4 separate regions of the Mus musculus genome follow, and regions 2, 3 and 4 are each linked to region 1. The links are chromatin contacts, called in public Hi-C and promoter capture Hi-C maps. All regions are on one chromosome and are shown on one strand. Each heading gives the region's core, a stretch centred on a gene start, on an enhancer-like site or on the middle of the called end of the contact. The rest is flanking DNA. Distances are from core to core; before and after follow the strand shown.

Region 1 (4,388 bases), core at 1,307-3,806:
CAGTGACTCCTGCAGAGGACAGAGTAAGCTGGCAGACACCAGAACCTTTGTACAATTTATCCAGAGGCCACATTCCAGGCTGGCATGCCTTCTTTGACAGTTTGTGACACATGTGAACGTCAGGTCATCAAATCGACTCCCCACCCCACCCCGGCCCCTCTCCCTCTCTCTCCATCATGTGTTTGAGCCAGGGTCTCTCATTGAACACAGCGGCTCACCAATTCAGCACCAATTCCACTAGGACCAGCCAGGGAACCTGAGGAGCCCCTGTGTCCTTGACTCTGAGATGACAAGCATCCATTACTGCACCTGGCTTTTTCTTGTGTGGGGATGGAGACCCTGGTGTCTGGCGAGGTAGTCCCTGTGTGGGGGCTGAGCCATCTCCCAGCCTCTCTTCTTTTCATTCTTTTGAAGCAGGTTTGCTCTGTAGGCTGTGGTGACTTGGATTTTACAACCGTCCCGCCCCAGCTGGCCCTGCCTGTGCCACCACTTCTCCTAAAGGGAGTTTCTGACTCTTCAGTTTCCTCCACTCAGGAAGCTGCCACACGGACACTGTGGTGTCAGGGTATTTAAGACCAACACGGCCGGGCAGTGATGGCGCACGCCTTTAATCCCAACACTTGGGAGGCAGAGGCAGGCGGATTTCTGAGTTCGAGGCCAAACTGGTCTACAGAGTGAGTTCCCGACAGCCAGGGTTACACAGAGAAACCCTGTCTCGGAAAACCAAAAAAAAAAAAAGAGCAACACGAGAGCCTTTTACCCTTAGCAAGTAAATTAGGGGGTGGAGAGACAGTTCAGGCATTTGGAGCCTGACTTGGTTCCAGCACCAATATAGCTCACAACCGCCTATAATAGCAGGTCCAGTGTGCCTTGCACCCTCTGCCGGCGGCCGTGGGTACTGCATGCATGCGCCGCACAGGCATACATGCAAGTAAAAAGCTCATACACAGAAATAAATTTTTTTAAAAAAAGATTTATTGGATAGAGGAGTGGGGGGGAGGGTGTGGGAGACTTTTGGGATAGCATTGGAAATGTAATTGAGGAAAATACGTAATAAAAAAAGATTTACTTATGTATTATGAATACAGCATTCTTCCTGCATTATAGAAGGTTTGAGCCATCATGTGGGGGCTAGGAATTGAACTCAAGACCTCTGAAAGTGCAGTGATCTTACCCTCTGAGCCATCTCTTAGCCCCAGAAATAAAATTTAAAAAACAAAATCTGCCAGACAGTGGTGGTACACGCCTTTAATCCCAGCCCCTAGGGGGCAGAGGTACACAGATCTCTGAGTTGGAGGCTAGCCTGATCTACAGAGCAAGTTTCAGGACAGTCAGAGCTACACAGAGAAACTGTCTCAAAAAAACAAAAAACAAAACAAAACAAAACAATAAAACCACCACCAACAACAACAACAAAAAACAAAATAACACAACAGAAGCAAACGGATAGTGTGTGGGTGCTGAGTCTTAGCCATCCGTCGGGATGGATTTGTGGATTCATGGGTAGAGGGATCATCCCAATGGGCTGTATCGCTCAGTGGGTAGAGCACTCCCTGCAGGCATTGGCCCTGGGTGGTGGCATGGTGGTGCACATCTCTAGTCCCAGCACTTCGGAGAATGAGACAGAGACCATGAGTTTAAAGTTATCCTTAGCAGTGAGAGTTTGAGGCTAGCACGGGCTACGTCAGACCCTTCTCTTTCTCAAAAACCAGGAAAATCCCTCAAAAATGATCGCAAAGGTTTGTGTGCCACTTGGACTGACAGGAAACCCTCAAAGGGGTAGAGCACGAGGGGAGATGAGAATGCTACTGCACGTGACAGGCACAGCCACTAGGGGGCAGCATTCAGCCACATCAGACTGCAGTAACCTAGCCCGTCCAGAAAAGCTTAATACATATTAGTACAGTTGGGGACTGTAGGACAATTATCAATGTATTCTGTTATCTTTTATCAATACAGGGTTTCTCTGTGCAGCTCTGGCTGTCCTAGACTTTATCTGTAGACCAGGTTGGCCTCAAACTCACAGAGATCAAAGGGTGTATGCCACAACTGCCTGGCCAATTAAATTTTTTCCACACAAGTTCCCCAGTTTGTACCCATTATCACTGTATCACCATGCTAACAGGCATGAGCCCAGCCTCTCCTAAGCCACACCCCTGTAGTCCTGCCTGACCCTCCTGCTGCCTTAAGCTGTCAAAACTGACATATCTGTTCCCTCCCCATTCGACCACAGGACTGCCCGCCCACCCGCTCCTTCTTGTCATTGCAAACACTTCCTGCATACCCAGCATATTCTTGGACCCCAGAGCCTGTCCTTGCCACTGCTGGATCTGGCTGGAAGGTCAGCCCTTTGACACTTGGGATGTCCTTTTGCATCCGAGGACCCAGGCCTTCTTCCTGCCACTTACCTGAAAGGACTCCCAGGGTCACGATGGCCATGCTGATGCCCACCACTGCGATGACAGCCGTTCGACAAGGGCCAGGGTCTGGAGCAGATACAGAGACAGCCTTTGTCACCTCTGGCACAAGTTGTAAGTCTGGTGCAGTGGGCTCCATGGCTCGGCAAAGGTAAGCTCCAGCTAGACACCTGCAAGAGAAAAAGAACAAAAAATGGACAAAGGATTTATCTGACATTCAGCCACACTTGGCCCTGGACTCCTGATCAACTGACTCCACTTCCAGAGTGCAGGGGTGACAGGCATGCACCCAGCATTCCCTGACACCCATGTGGACCCAAGTGCACCCTTTGCTAATCCTGGTATCCCAAGGCTGAGGCCAAGCCAATTTGTCCCATCCTTAAGGAGACTTGATCTGCCTGAAATGGCCACTCAGACCCTTGTGACCGCCATGCACAGCAGAGGGGACAGGTCAGTGGCCCCACTATGACATCACTTAAGCTACAGAGATTCTGGGTGAGACGCAACCATATCCCCAAATCATCACTGAAGTGAGAGACAGGAGCCATGCTGCAGCTCTGACCAGTGAGCTCTCGGCCTCGGGCTGCAGGGGAGACCTCCGTGACAGTCCACATACACACAGATGTACACACAGATGCACACACAGGCGACCACACACATGCAAACACACCCACACACATTCATGCACACATATGCATACACACATGCGCACACATACATATACGTGCACATACACACATGCATGCACACATGTGGATATGTGTGTGCATAACACATATACACATGCACATGTGTGTGTGCACACAGGCATGCACACACGAGCACACACGCATTACTGTGCTCACACACACCCCTTGCTCATCCCTTCCCTGAGGACTTGCTCTTAGTGAGTGCTAAGCATGCCATGCCATTCAGCCCTTCCCACAGTAATTACTGCAGAGCTGCCTTGCCCACAGACACAGAGCCCTGAAAAGGGGCTGATGCAACTCTGTGAACCTCGGGAGACCTGAGCTGGGGAGACCAGGCTACCAAGAACTGCTTCACCAGAACCAAGCATGGTAGCACACACCTGTCATCCCAGCATCCAGGAAGCTGAGGCAGGGGGATTTCTATGAGTTCCAGGCAAGGCTGGACTGCCAAGTGAGACATTGTAGCCAAAAATGGGGAGGAGGTAGATGCAGGCCATGGAACACAGACTACTTCCTGGTCAGCTCTGATCCTCAACAGGGGACCAGGATCCTGGCTTTGGGAGACCAAGTCTACCCTGACACTTGGTCTGTAAGTAGGGTTTGTTGGGGGTAAACATGGCATACGTTCAGCACTTCTGTGCATTGGTGACACAGGGGCTGTCTAGCAGTGTCCTCTCAATGGAGGCACTTCCTCCTGAGGGAAGGCTCCCTGAGACTCACAGACTTCCTGAAACTCCCATGATTCATAATGGTAGGGAGAGGGGACTAAGTCAGGCATCAGGAAACCCCAAACTGCCTCTAAGTCACCCACACTCAGTGAACTCACAGGTTGCCTGAGCTCAGTCTATAGGATCAGTTCTGTGGTCTGAGGTCGGTGCCCTGTCTTCAGTGAAGTGGTGGCTGCACACATCTCCCCAGGAAACACTGAGTGAGCAGGTCGGGCACTGAAGGAGCTATGAGTATAAAATGGTAGCTTTCTCTGCCTGATGTGGAACACCAGCTAAGTTCTGAGCCTACAGCTGCTGCAAGGAACAAGGGATCCTCACAGAGCAGCGAGCAAAACGCCACTGAACAATGTGCGTGGACACCATATCTAAAGGTTGTTATAGAGCTGGGAGGTGGTGGCCCACACCACAGAGGCAGGCGGATCTCTGAGTTTGAGGCCAGCCTGGTCCTCTGGATGACAGAGAAACTCAGTCACAAAACAAACAAACAAAACAGGTGTTATTAGGGATGGACTGCAGAGACGGCTCAGCAGTTAGAACACTGGCTGCTCTTGCAG
Region 2 (4,388 bases), core at 1,232-3,731, 200 kb after region 1:
GGCCAAGCGGGAAGCTGAGGCTGTTGGCCTGGGGCCCCACCTCACTTCCTGTTTTTCTTCCCTCTGTAAGATCTCCCTAAGATTCTGCTTGAACCTACAGCTCTGGTGGTCCCAGTTGGGCCTAACACCTTGGACAGTCCTAAGCCCTTTCCAAGGTTGGCCACGTCCCCTGGGAACCTGGGGTTGGGGGTAAGCTTAGGACCACCTTTCCTGACTGTCCTGGCCATGTCTATCCTTCACTCGGGCTAGACCAACCCCTCACCTGGCCAGCCAAGCCTAGTCTGTAAAGACAGAGGAAACAGAGGGTATCACACGGGCTTCCTGCAGGCATCCCTTGCCAAAGAGCCAGTGACATCCTCCTGGGGCAGAGGCTGAGCCAGTAGGGGAAGTCAGGCCTTCCTGTCACCCCAGCTCCCAACCCCCACGCTGGGAGGCCTCTGAGAGTCCCACACCGCTGGGAGCCTAGCTTGTAAACAGGCGGCTGGAGGGAGAGACTTGACAGCAGGTTGGCAGCTTGCCTGGGCACGGCAGGGCAGGGTTGAGTGAGCAGCTCCCAGTCCCTGCCTGGTGCCTATAGGGTGAACATCCCCTTCCTGTTCCTACTGGCTGCCCTTTTGAGATAAAAGTGTGGTAAAAGGCGGCTCCCTCTGAGCAGCCATGTAGACTCCAGGTGGCCATTTGCAAGTTGGAAGACGTACTTGGCTGTCAGACTCACAGAACTTTTTGCACAGGGTGTGTGCAGTGCAGGGGCCACACATCCCAGTTCTGAAGGTTTAGCCTCGTGACTGGTAAGGACTCCAGGAAGAAGTAACCCGTGTCAAGTACAGCTTCCTATCCCGTGAGCTTCCCCTGTTTCCCTATTTCTAACAGGGCTCCTGGAGGCAGTCTCAGGACAGGTCTGGATTAGGGCACAGAACTCACACCTTAACGAGGGCTTTGTAATTTGGCTTTTCTTCCCAGCATTTGAACTAAGTTGCAGGAAACAAAATAGATTAGAGCTATTTGCTGCCATCAGTGTGAACGGCTGACCCAGGTGGGCCACGCTTGAATGTGGGTGTCATGTTTTATTTGAATTGTTAGCCTGAGATAGGATCTGGCTAGGTAGCCCCAAACTACAGAGACATGCTGGCCCCCGTGGACACACACACACATGCTACAGCTAGCCACAGGTAGAAGCTATTTCTCTTACATGTGTCCCAGGAATGGGCTCAGGCTATAATTGGTGGCAAACTCCTTTAACAGCTGAGTAGAGACCCTTGTTTGAGTCTGCCAGGAATTGATCCCTGACTGCCTTGAGCTGAAGTTCTATCCCCTGCCCAAATCTGTCCAGGTAATGAACCTTGTACAGGCATGACAATCTGAATTAGAGACAAACATTTCTGCCAATGCAATCACTAATGACGACAATGAGGCTCGGGAGTCAGACAGATGACTCATAAGTTAAGCCAAACTGTTACTCTTACAGAGAACCCAGGGTACAGCCCAGCACCCACATCAGGCATCGTGTAATTTCACCTCTCTTCTGACTTTCCAGGCACCTGTATGCATAAGGCACACACACTCACACGGACGAGGACCTGTGTGAGTGCACACAAACACACAAAGAGCTGCTTGAGGTTCATGAGGCTCCAGCCTCAGTAGAGGGTGGTGGTAAAAACTTGTAGACAAACTACCCTGAAGAGGGAAAACAACCTCTTTGTGCACGGAAGCAGCCGAGGCAGCAGGCACAACGCGGTCTGACTGTATCCGAACCTGAATCGGGGATCCTAGCCCCTTCTTGTCCCAGCTATCCCCACCGAGGGCTGCAAAGGACCCAAGAGGTTCAAGAAGGGTTCATCACGGATTGCAGAGCTGGAGCACAGGACAAGGGCATCAGTATTCAGTAAAATTAGGGCTGGCTTGCCCTCCTTCGGCAGCTGAACGCGGCACCCGGCTCAAGGACAGGGAGCAGAACCTGCAGCGCGCAAGCCAGCGGGCCAACTGTGACACAGGAGAAGGCGGCCTCACGGCCCAAACTGAAGCCTTCAGTACCCTTCTGCGCAGGCGCAGGCGACTCCGGAGGCTGGTCACCAGCCTCTCCACACAGTCCTCTCCCACCCCCCAGCCAGGTCACGCGGCTGCAGTCGAGTATCTTTTCACGCTCCGCCCCCACCGTGGGAGTGCGCAGGCGCGCTTGAAGCTTCGCGCCCCACTTCCCTCGGAATCTCCCCTTCCCCCTGCCAGCTCGAAGTGCGCAGCCGTGTTTGGAGTCGCCAACACGGTCGCTGCGCAGCTCCACTCCGCTCCCCGCTAAGCTCCGCCCCTTAAACGGGAGCGCGCAGCCGTATTCTGCATTCCCCGGCGTGCTCTTCTCGCTGCGGCCTTCGACGCTCCTGGAAGCTCCGCCTCCTCTGTTCCCTGAGAAAGGCGGAGACTGGTGCGGAGGGGCGGGGTAACTTCGGGACCGCGCCTATAAAGGTGGCCGCGCCGGCCGCGCGCGCGGCTCCTCTCGGCGGCAGCGGCCCAGTGGAGGGGTCCGTGGTGGCGGTGGTGGCGGCGGTGGCGGCGGCGGCGGCGGCGACGGCGGCGGCGGCGGCGGCGGCAGCAGCAGCGGTGGCTGTGGCGGCGCTGTTCCCCGCGCAGTCCTCGGAGCGGGGTCCGGGCTGTGCTAGGTGAGGTGACGGCGCTGCGACCCCGGCCGGTGTCCGACCCCGGTGAGCGCGGCGCCAAGGGCGACATTCTCCGAGGGAGGAAGGAAGCCCGAGTCAGGCGCGGGAGCTCCGCCGAGCCCCGGCCGCCTCCGCCCGGCCGAGCGCCTCTCTCAGCCTCGGTCCTTTGTCTCCTCCGCCCGCAGGGTCGCCTCCCAAGCCGCCCCCCGGGCCCCGCGTCCCCTCCCCCGCTGGTGGGGCCCGGACTGAAGATGGTGCAGAAGAGAACAGCCGAACTTCAGGGCTTCCACCGTTCGTTCAAGGTGAGGGGTCCTGTCCGGGGGTCCCATTGCAGTGACGGGTGCGACGGATAAGCAGAGCCTACTCGGGAGGCTGGTGCAGGGCTTGGGAGGGGTGCTTGCATTGGACTTTTGTGCTGGAGGTGGTGGGGGTCAGCAGGCCGCAGCCCTGTCCCCATCCTCCTAGTAGCTCTCTCTTCTAGGACCCTCAACCCCCACCCCCAGGCTTGTGATTGGTGGCTCTGTGTCCCTTGCAGTTAGCCCGATCACAGTCGTCTGTTTCTGTGTGTGATCCTAGGCAAATCGAGTGTTTCTGTTCCTTGCAACTTCCAGGCCTGTCTTGTGCTGGTTGGGAGAGTCAGTAAGCTGCAGCCTTGCTTCTAGCTGCCTACTAACTCTTCATGAACTGCCCCAGGCTCCCCTGTGATCTGTGGCTGTGTCCCTAGCAGTTTCTCAGCCCGGGCTTTCCTACCTCTGTATGTGGTCTCTGATGGACTTTACATTTGTTTCCTGCAGTGTGTGCTTGTTGCAGGCTACAACCTGTCCCCGGCTGCCTAGTAGCTCTTTCTTTCAGGACCCACTCCCACCACTGATTGGTGGCTCTATGTCCCTCGCCATCAGCCTGATCTCAGTCTTGTGCTCCCCACCCACTTTCTGTATGTGATCCCACACTTTCTGTGTCCCCCAGGTTGGCCTTGTTCTGGATGAAAGCACGTCAGCAGGTCCTAGCTCTCTCTTTTGTGAGCTCCCCTAGGTTGGCTTGTGGTCAGTGGCTGGATGTTCCTTGCAGTCTCTCAGCCCCGTCTCCCCTACTTCTGTGTATATAGTTCCAGGGAAACCCTGTATCTGTCCACTGTAGTCTCAAGCTGGCCTGTGCGGTTGGTTGGGATCAGAGGGGATGAAGCCTTGTTGGGGAAACCCTTTGGCACATGGGTATGCTTTGCCCCACTGCAACCTCCACACTTGGTGGTGGCCTGTGGAGACCTTCCCTCAAGACACCCCAGGCCCAAAGTGTTATTTCTTATCAGAACAGGAAGTTTCTGTAGTGTTATTAATGGTGGCTGATTGAGTCTTACCTTAGATGAGTATATCTGGGGGTGGTGAAGGTGGGCAGGGTGCTAGGCAGAGCCCCCTACTTGGGGCCTGGCCTAAAGGACGCAGTGATGTCAGCCTGCCCACCCCACCCAGAAGGCTGGATTATGTAATGGCTTCCTGGGGCAGGGACCTGTTGCCCTGTAGAGAAGGCAAGAGTGTGTATGTGTGTGCCTGCACCCCTGTGGGAGGGGCATGCAGATAGGGAAGAATTCCCAGGCCTGTCCAGCCAGTGCCCCTGGCCAACTGCCCCACCCCTGCCTCAAATGCCTGTTATCCTTGGCCAGCTTGATTTGGGGCTGAGCAGGAACGAGAGATGGACCCAAGAATGTCACCTACAGTGGGTTTTTTTTTTTTGCCCTCCTGGGGC
Region 3 (4,388 bases), core at 1,318-3,817, 190 kb before region 1:
TCATTCAGCAGTATGTCATGTATCTAGGTGTGGCCCTCTACATCCCTGGTGCTGCCAAGCTATAATTAAAGCCATTTCTGCCCATATCGGGCCTCACTGACAAAGGCAGGTGTGGAAGCCGGACCGGCAAGCGACATTCTGGGATAACCAGGATGGGAGCAGCTCACGGACAGGTGCAGTGGCACTAGCAGCTGCTGGCACTGATCCCACAGCCCCAGCAACACTTGTTCGACACTGGCATGCAAGGCAGCCAGGCAGGGCCATCTCGCTCCTCGTCCCATGCAGAATGGCTGTATAATTGACAGCCATGTAGAATGAGGGTGGGACAGCTCATCCCCACAGAGAGAGCAGACTTTCATAGTGCTCTCAAGCCTTTAGCAGACATCAACGCAGGCCCTGAAGATGGGCTGGCAAGGAAAAGAAAAGGGGCTGCCACCAGGACATGGACTGAATAGGAGTAATGGGAGCTTGTTTTCAGTGCTCAGGAGGCCAGAGCAAGAGGATTTCACATTTGTGGTCTAAATGGAGAACACAGGGCAAGCACGTTCAAGCCAAAGAAAACAAAAATTCGGACTGAAGCTGTGGCTCAGTGGGCAGCACACGTGCCTAGTATGCATGGTGCTCTCATTCCATCACCACAGCATACAAATCAGGCGTGGTGGGGCTGCCTACCATCCTAGCACTTAGGAAACTGAGCGGGGAGGAGGAGAAAGAGTTCAGGGTCACCCACAGCCACACGTATTAAGTATGAGGCCAACCTGGGGTACACGGGATGCTGTCTCAAATGAAAAGCCATGGTTGGGTGATGGTGGTGCACACCTTTAACCCCAGTACTGGGAGGCAGAGGCAGGAGAATCTCTGTGAGTTCAAGGCCAGCCTGGTCTGCAGAGTGAGCTCCAGGACAGCCAGGGCTACACAGAGAAAAGCAAAAATAAGGAGGATGGGCAGCCACTGAGGAAGATACCCCCTCCCCACACAGACACGCGCACATGCGAAACGAAGGGCTTTGTATTACAAGTAGGGGCAGAGCCAGCCATGAGAACACAGAGTGCAAAGATCTGGAGAACTAGGATTGCAGCATCTTTCTGCAAACATCTGGATTACTGCCTCCATTTCAGGGCACCTCAAGTTCCTGAGGTGCAAGTAATTCCAATTATTCCTGTTCCCATGATCCTGATCATGACTGGGGGGATTATCTGCAGGCATGAGAAAATGTATGGGTGTGAGCTCCAGACGCCACCCCCCCCCCCCAAGGCCGCTCTCAGATACAGGAAGGTCACACACAGGGCCCTTTGGGCTGTTTCCCTAGTCCTCTGTTCATGGGTTAAGATAGGATCTTGCCAGATTGTCCAGGCTACCCTTGCAATTTCTGGAGGTGGGATCCTCCTAGTCTCGGTCTCCCACACTTGGGAAGAGAGGCTGGCACTGGCTCTGTTTCCTTCTCTGGATTAAGCAAGTCCAGGGGACCCAAGATGACTAAGCAGCTGGAGGTGATTGCTGCCAACGCAGACGATCTAGGTTCAATCCCCACAACTGACTAGGTGGAAGGAGAGAACTGATTCCCGCAAGCTGTCCTCTGACCTCCACAAGCACACTAAATAATGTTTAAAAAAAAATCCAAACAAGTCTTCATCTTTTTGGGTCACAGTCATGTCTACAACTGACGGGAATCCCTGCCTGGTAGCTCCACCATATGGGATGCCCCACACACATACACAGCAGACCTGGCAAGAGAAAGATGGGTCTCCCAACCAGCCCTGCCAAAGTGGGGTGACCATAGCCTAAGCCCCTGTGTTGCTGACTCAAGAGGCTGGAGAGGGAGCTCTGTGATCAAGCGTGCTTGCTGCGTTTGGTTCCCAGCACCCCTGAAAGGCAGCTAGCTCTCAACCACCTGTAACTGACTCCAGGAGCAGAGGATGGGCCACATTTTTCTAGCCATCATGAATACTACACACATGTGCAGGTACTCACACACAGACGTACAAACAATAGTTAAAAATAACAAATCCTAAAAATACAAAAGAACCTAGTTGGAAGTATTACTAGGTCCTCTCTAGATGCTAGATAGCACACTGTCCTGGCACCGAGGTTCCCAGGCCACCGTCTCCAGCAGCCTTCCAGGAACTAGAGCCTTTTACACCATGTGTGGGTTTTGCTCATCGCCCCGTTGGCAGTCCATCTTACCCTAGTTAGAATAGCAGGGAGCATGAGAAAAGTATTCTTTTAAAATTCAGTTTATCAAGAGGTTGAAGTCATGGGAAAGTTAGTTCATTCATTTTGCAGACGAAGGGGTCAGGGTCGGGAATCCCAAAGGTTCCATCTGCCCGAAGGAGGAGAGAAAGGGAGGGCCTGGGCGAGGGGCGACCGGTACCTGCGGGGGGCTTCATGGCGGTCGGCTGCGCGCGAGGCGGCGACGGCCCTCCTCTGGTCCTCACGCCTGTGCGGTCCGGATCTCCTCGGAGCTCGCCTCACCTGAGCCAGTTCCTCTGCTGTGGCTCTCAGACTGAGGCGCCCGCCGCCCGCGAGCTCCGAGCACGCTAGGAAGGCGCGTGCGCGCGAAGGCAGCTGGTCAACGCGAGTGTGCATGCGCAGGAACAACCAGTCTGGCGCCGGTGCATCGCGGTTCCGCCCACATTATCCCGAGCTTGCCCTGTCAGTGGTGCGATTTTGCGCATGCGCTGAACACAGTGGAGCCCGCAATTGGCTGTCATAGGTGAGTGAGGCGGAGCCTTACGCACCCTCGGAACGCCAGGATGCTGTTTCCATGGAAACCTAACACCCTCTCTGCCTTGCCTTTTCTGTGAGGATTTCACTCTATACAGGCTGTGTGCGTTTGTGCTTGGTCTGTTCGTTCAATTCATTTCTTTTTGTTCTTCAGCCAGTTCCTCATGACTCCACCTTCTGAGTTCTGAGATGACCAGAGTGCTCCAGCATGCCTGGCTTCCCTCCCTCTCTCTCTCTCTCTCTCTCTCTCCCTCCCTCCAACCTTCTCTTCCTTCTTTCCTTCCTTTTTTTGACACAAAGTTTCATGTAGCCCAGGCTGGTCTGAATTTGCTGACAGGCCTCAAATTCGTAGCAATCCTCCTGCCCCAGCTTCCTGGGTTCTGGGAATGCAAGTGAGAACCGCCACGGGTTTTTGCTTGTTTGTTTTGTTTTTGTAAGCTGAGTGTGCTGACTTATACCTGCAATTTCAGTCCAAGTAAAACAAAACTGACCCAACCTGCAACCTGCAGGAGTAGCCTGGACTATATACCTTGTCTGAAAAAACATGAGAGATGGCTCTGTGGTCAAGTGTAGTTGATAATCGGTGTACTGCAAAAGCCAGGGCTGGCCCCTCCTTCCTGCACCAGCCTGTGGCACGTTAAGATGCCTCCTAGGAGCTGTTGGCGGCTCCTGTTAAAATGTTGGCACCATGACATCTCCTCAGCCTGGAGCTGTCACAAGAACTGTCTACAGTAGTGTATCACCTTTCCCAACACAACAGAGGTTGCCCCTCAAGAACACCCCTGCAGGAGCTGTCCTACAGGAACTGTCCCACAGTGATAGGACCTCATCTCCAGCCTCCTTGAGCAGCCTCACAGAGATGGCGCCTCAGCAAAAGTTGGCTGTGGCCTGGAAGGACTTTCACACTAACCCATGGGCCTGATGCAGGGTAAAGAGGGTGAGGGGGAAAAAAGTCACCAATCCCCGAACAGGAAAACCCACCAATCCCTGAGCTCCTCAAGCTCAGGACTTGAAATTCCACCAATCGTTAATCTGGAAATCTCTGCCCTGAAAAGCCCTGCCTCCTAAGAAATTCTATGTAAGCCCCGCCCTTTGTCTAATTCCCTAATGTTTTACTCCCAGGAGAAGAGGGAAGATTCATCTCTCCACACCCTGAACCCACCAATAAATCTCTTACATGAGATTTTCTGCTTGGTGTGACTTTCTCATCGGAAGAGCCAAGAAGAAGCGAGGTGAAGAGAGGGTGGGGGGTGGGAGAGCGGGGTGCGGGGAAACAAGGCTCCTGAGCTCCTCAGCTCAGCCGGGGATATCCTCCCCTGGGAACTGCAACACCTCTGCTGAGAGGGCTCCCTGCGTGGTTCCTGAGCTCCGTGTCTCCGTGTGCCCTTCCATCTGAGCAGAAACATCGACAGTAATAGCACAAGTCCAGAAGACTGGACTTCAGATCCCCACACCACAGGGCCGCTCACACCTCCAGGGGACCCCATGTCCTCTTCTGGCCACAGCAGGTGCTGTGTACATATGGTGCACACACATACATTTAAGTGTATGCACACAAGCACATAAGCAACTTTTAAAACATAGGATAGTGGAGAGACAGCATTTATTTTAACACGCATCTCAAAGTACAGTTCCTGTAGGGAGAAGCAATAGTCACTCCTGGT
Region 4 (4,388 bases), core at 1,287-3,786, 150 kb after region 1:
CCTGCAGTGTGTGAGGCTGTGGGTCAGGCCTTCCTCTCTAAGACACAGGAGCTCAGCTTCATAAGAGAAGGTGTCCTACTACTGAGGATAGCAGTAACTTGCTGATGTCCTGGTTGGGACCTGGTATATGTGCAGCTGAGATCTCTGCCCACACAGCAGGGCACATGTCCCAGGCCTCTGCAGCCGCTGTGTCTCTAGACCAGCATGGGATCTGGGCATGGGATTCTCAAGGCCAAGCTCCAGGCCATCTGTCACCTCTGTGTGTCTTCCTGATGAGCTTTCCTAGTAGGGGGCAGTGCTTCCATTGATTCTACTGCTTTCCTTTCTGTCCCTTTGGGAGATGGCACTGCAAATTTTGGACACTGAGGGTAAAGGGCTGATCATAGCTTCTGATGCTGTTTAGCTTACCCTAAAGCTCACAACATTCTGTTAATAATCATGAGACCAGCACTCTGAGCATGCCCCATGTACAACATAACTGAAGTACACCCTCCTAGCATCAGGCACACTGCCTTAGAGTGGGGAGTCAGGGCACTGGGAAGAAGTTGCCTCAGTCTTCTGCCTTAGGCCCTATACATTAAAAGGATGAACTCCTTCTAATCGGCCCAGAGCATCTCAGATCAGAACAGCCAAAGGACTGTTCCTGGTATTATGAGGGAGTTGCTGAATAGAAAAGGTTCCTATAGCATTGCCAGGAACCAGGAAGTTGTCCAGGAGTTGTGACTTGCAAAGGAATCTCTGTCCCCAAGGAGCCCAGAGACCTGGTGGCTTCCACACAGAGTTTTTTGTGTTCTCTGCCTCTGACCTGTGTTCCAATTCTTGATGACAGTAGAGGAGCTGTGAGAGGCTCCCTCGTGCTGGGTTACAGACATACAGATAGTCCCAAGGGACTGCCACTGACCCTCCTATTGTCCCCTTGCAGGACCTGAGCAGCCCCAGCCAGTACGACACTGGAGTGGCACTGACTGGTCTGTCCTGTTTTGTCACCCCAGATCTTGCCAGAGACCTGGCAAATGACATCATGACCCTGGTGAGTTTCTGTGTGCCTATACCACTGTTTACCTTCATCCAGTGATGCCCAGAATCCAGTATTGAGCCCTTGCTCTGAGGAGACAGAAAGGCTCTCAGAGTGGCTGCTGTGTAGCTGGGGTAATTGGGAAAGAGCAAAAGTCAGCCTTGCTTTCTCCTGGGTTTGTCCTCTGGATACTGCCTGGTGGTCTAAAAGTTGAATACCATGAGAGGGCAGAGCCCACTGTCACCATCCAGATCTAGCAGGTACCTATTGTAAACAGAGCTCCACTGGGACTCTCCATGCGCATCCACCCCTTTGTGGTGACTGCAGCTGTTGTGACAGATTGCCCAGCCCACCGAGTAGATGCATAGCTTGTGAGGCTTCCCAGATAGTTGCCAGCCCTGTGGACTAGAGAGCTCATCGGATCTGCATGGAGAGCCCCCTGGAGCCTGATGGGCTAAAGGGTAACCCCACCACCACTAGTGCCAGGCAGAAGCTGTCCTGGAGGAGGCTTGAGTGAATAGGGCCACACATTATAACCAGATCAGCTTTCACAGTGACTGCATCTCCCTGTGGGCCTAGCACCTCTTAAGGCAGGCAGGTACAGAGGGCAGGGACTGGGCCTGCTCTAGGTGGTTTAAGAGGGAGCGAGGTGTGGAAGAGTCATAGGTGCTGACCAGGTGAGTGGGTCACCAGCTACCCTTCTGTCTCCACAGATGTCTCACACGAAGCCGTACATCAGGAAGAAGGCAGTGCTGATCATGTACAAAGTATTCCTCAAGTACCCAGAGTCGCTGCGTCCTGCCTTTCCCCGGCTTAAGGAGAAGCTGGAGGACCCAGACCCAGGTTGGTGACAGGAAGCTCTGCCCAGCCAGCTCCTGGGAGGATGGGGGATGGTGGGAACATGGATATGGGTCCCTGTCGCAAATCCCCTCTGATCTGCGCTGGTGATGGGCTGACCGTCACAAGCCATAAACACAGAGTTAGTTGAGACTCCCCAAGGCTCACAGGTTCCTTGTCTGAGTGGATAGTCAGATCCAACACAGCCAGCTTACTATGAAGTCAGTAGGGCCCCAGGGGTCCCTGGGAGCTGTGCAGCTGTGGCAAGTGAGCAGTCAGTCTTGTCATCTCCCACCTCTGCAGAGTTGACTGAGCAGGAGGGTACAGTAGACCTTACATCCAGCCAGCCCAGAAGCCCTGAGCATATGTCCTTTGATTAAAGTTGTGGTCATAGCTGGACGGTGGTGGCTCACGCCTTTAATCCCAGTTGGATTTCTGAGTTCGAGGGCAGCCTGGTCTGCAGAGTTAGTTCTAGGACAGCCAGAGCTACACAGAGAAATCCTGACTCCAAAAACAAAAAAAAAAACAAAAACAAAAACAAAAAAAAGTTGTGGTCATTTAGGATTTGAGCACATGAGCACCTCCCTCTGTGATACACACAGGTAAACTGATGACTGTGTCCCTCATGGGCTTGTGCTGCCTGGTGTTCTGGAAGCAACATCCTGAGACGGACTGTAGCACAACTGTGTGGTCTGTGGTCAAAACCCACTCTCAGGCTGTGTGAGTCAGAGAACTGGGAGGAGATGAGTGGTCATGGTGGCCTGTTGTGTCCGGCCAGCAGATCACAACATGGGTTCTAGCCTGGAAAGGCATTTTGGAAACCTGGAAGAGAAGAGGGGCTAGGTGGCGAGATAAAGAAATGCAGCTAAGACAGGCATTCTGATCAAAGCTCAATTTTACTGTTCTACACGCAATTATAAAGCAGGGGAACCCGATTCCCGCCAATTAGTCTTGGGGTCCAATAGCAGGGTGACCATGTGCACGGCTCCAAACAGCAAAGCGGCAGGTTCCAGCAGTGGGCATGGCAGAACGATTGAGCGGGAAGCTCCACCCCTGAGCAAGCAGGTTTCAGGCTGGGGGAGGGGAGACTACAGTGGCCTGAGAAACAGAAACACCCAGGCCTGCTAAGAGGAGCACACTTCCCAGTAGAGCAGGTCCTGTGGCCTGGGACCACATGTTACAGCAGCCATACAGTCCAGCATAGGCTGGGGGCAAAGCATGCCATCAGATCCATGAGACTGGGGTACAAGGGAAGCACCTTGCATTTAATTCATGGGGCACATGAGTGTTTGTGTAGGTGCTGGGTGTGTTCAAAGTAAGAGTCCTCGTTTCTCAGCCTGCTGGCTGCCACCTGGCCGTCTGTGGAACCAGGTCCCTCCTGGCCTCTTGAGGAATACATGAGGTCCAGAGTACATGGCTTACAGGGAGCACTCCCCCTCAGTGGGCTAGACATCTAGTTCAACTGTTTCCAGCCTGGAAAGTGACAGGGCTCCAGTTGTCCTGGTGGCTCACTCTACCTCGGGTGTTTGGCACAATAATGCAGAAGAACTGTTAGGATGGCCTGGGCTATCGACTGAAAGGCCTTGCCACAGGTAAAAAGTAGAAAAGCAGAGGCTGCGCTCGGTGATAGAATGCCCACCTGGCTTCTATGAGCATGTGAGTGCTGAAGTAGGGTGGATTAGCCCAGGGCTAAGTGAACCTTTCCTTGAGAAAACAAATGTCATCCATGTCTAGTCTGTCCCCTCCCACACAGGGCAGCAGTGACAGACCAAAGAAACAATCCCAGTCAGTAGTGACCATGCACAGAAATACTCTAAGAATGGTTTTGTTTTAATCCCAGGTGTGGGATGTGAGGCTGCTTCTGGACTGTTCGTAGCAGCTGGTTATGATTTGCCTCCTACTCTAGCAGAAGCGTGGTTTTACCAGCTGCAGATAGTTTCTGTGATGGTTAATGTTTGGAATTCTGGGGACTTTTCAGAGGTTATATAAATGCTAGGGCCCTGTCTTAGGGTTTTACTGCTGTGAACAGACACTATGACCAAGTTAAGTCTTACAAGGTCAACATTTCATTGATGCTGGCTTACAGGTTCACAGGTTCAGTCCATTATCATCAAGGTAGGAACATGGCAGCATCCAGGTAGGCATGGTACAAGAGATGCTGAGAGTCCTACATCTTCATCTGACTGGCTTCCAGGCAGCTAGGATGAGGGTCTTAAAGCCCACACCCACAGTGACACACCTATTCCAAAAGGGTCACATCTTCTAATAGTGCCACTCCCTGGGCTAAGCATATACATCACAGGGCCCGAGAGGAGGGGTGGGTTGTTGGTTGGTTGGTATTGGCCTCTGTTTGTTATAAAGAAGAAATAAGATGAAAAAAAATTAGATATCCTGATGGCGAATATCAAACTTGTCCCAAGAAACACCATGTTTCTAATCAGGAGGAAGTAAACAAAAAATAATGTCCCCTTTCCCTCTGTCATTTTTTTTTCTCCTATTTAGTGTTAGGGGTGGAAAGAGGGTGGAGAAGGGTAGA

The links. Promoter capture Hi-C pulls out the DNA fragments that hold promoters and counts their contacts. Hi-C and Micro-C count contacts between places; a contact is called where the count stands out from the background. Capture Hi-C pulls out chosen DNA fragments and counts their contacts.
Region 2: a contact with region 1 is called in a promoter capture Hi-C map of liver, with 3 times the contacts expected there. The contact joins the promoter of Mknk2 here to the promoter of Tmprss9 in region 1. A contact is called at or near these places in 4 of 39 promoter capture datasets (the 3T3-L1 cell line, cranial neural crest, hippocampal neurons and 1 more), 1 of 115 datasets of contacts at active chromatin or transcription factors (embryonic stem cells) and 2 of 9 other capture datasets (adipose tissue and embryonic stem cells).
Region 3: a contact with region 1 is called in a promoter capture Hi-C map of adipose tissue, with 2.9 times the contacts expected there. The contact joins the promoter of Thop1 here to the promoter of Tmprss9 in region 1. A contact is called at or near these places in 7 of 39 promoter capture datasets (cranial neural crest, hippocampal neurons, liver and 3 more), 2 of 15 datasets of contacts at CTCF or cohesin (embryonic stem cells and large pre-B cells), 7 of 484 Hi-C or Micro-C datasets (the Ba/F3 cell line, bone marrow-derived macrophages, embryonic stem cells and 3 more), 3 of 115 datasets of contacts at active chromatin or transcription factors (bone marrow-derived macrophages, microglia and neural tube) and 5 of 9 other capture datasets (adipose tissue, embryonic stem cells, liver and 2 more).
Region 4: a Hi-C map of muscle stem cells shows a contact between it and region 1, with 2.1 times the contacts expected there. The contact joins the enhancer-like site here to the promoter of Tmprss9 in region 1. A contact is called at or near these places in 11 of 39 promoter capture datasets (the C10 cell line, the SN4741 cell line, cranial neural crest and 8 more), 1 of 15 datasets of contacts at CTCF or cohesin (large pre-B cells), 2 of 484 Hi-C or Micro-C datasets (bone marrow-derived macrophages and muscle stem cells), 7 of 115 datasets of contacts at active chromatin or transcription factors (bone marrow-derived macrophages, embryonic stem cells, fetal liver and 2 more) and 3 of 9 other capture datasets (adipose tissue, liver and pancreatic islet).

What each region holds. Positions count from the first base shown.
Region 1 is chr10:80,877,984-80,882,371 of GRCm38.p6, reverse strand. Tmprss9 (transmembrane protease, serine 9) reads right to left here and starts at 2,556. Exons shown (of 18, transcript NM_001081688.2): 1 at 2,409-2,556. The coding sequence starts at 2,556.
Region 2 is chr10:80,674,386-80,678,773 of GRCm38.p6, reverse strand. Mknk2 (MAP kinase-interacting serine/threonine kinase 2) reads left to right here and starts at 2,481. Exons shown (of 14, transcript NM_021462.4): 1 at 2,481-2,693; 2 at 2,834-2,950. The coding sequence starts at 2,900.
Region 3 is chr10:81,068,262-81,072,649 of GRCm38.p6, reverse strand. It overlaps Thop1 (thimet oligopeptidase 1), which reads right to left and starts at 2,567. Exons shown (of 13, transcript NM_022653.4): 1 at 2,372-2,567. The coding sequence starts at 2,387.
Region 4 is chr10:80,724,524-80,728,911 of GRCm38.p6, reverse strand. It overlaps Ap3d1 (adaptor-related protein complex 3, delta 1 subunit), which reads left to right. Exons shown (of 31, transcript NM_007460.2): 5 at 923-1,030; 6 at 1,729-1,858. Among named protein-coding and RNA genes, the nearest start is that of Ap3d1, 16 kb to the left of the region's middle. Within about 2 kb of position 2,536, at least 11 of the 459 cell types and tissues checked have an H3K27ac peak or open chromatin away from gene starts, as enhancers often do. A contact at or near this core is called in muscle stem cells, where this site is marked.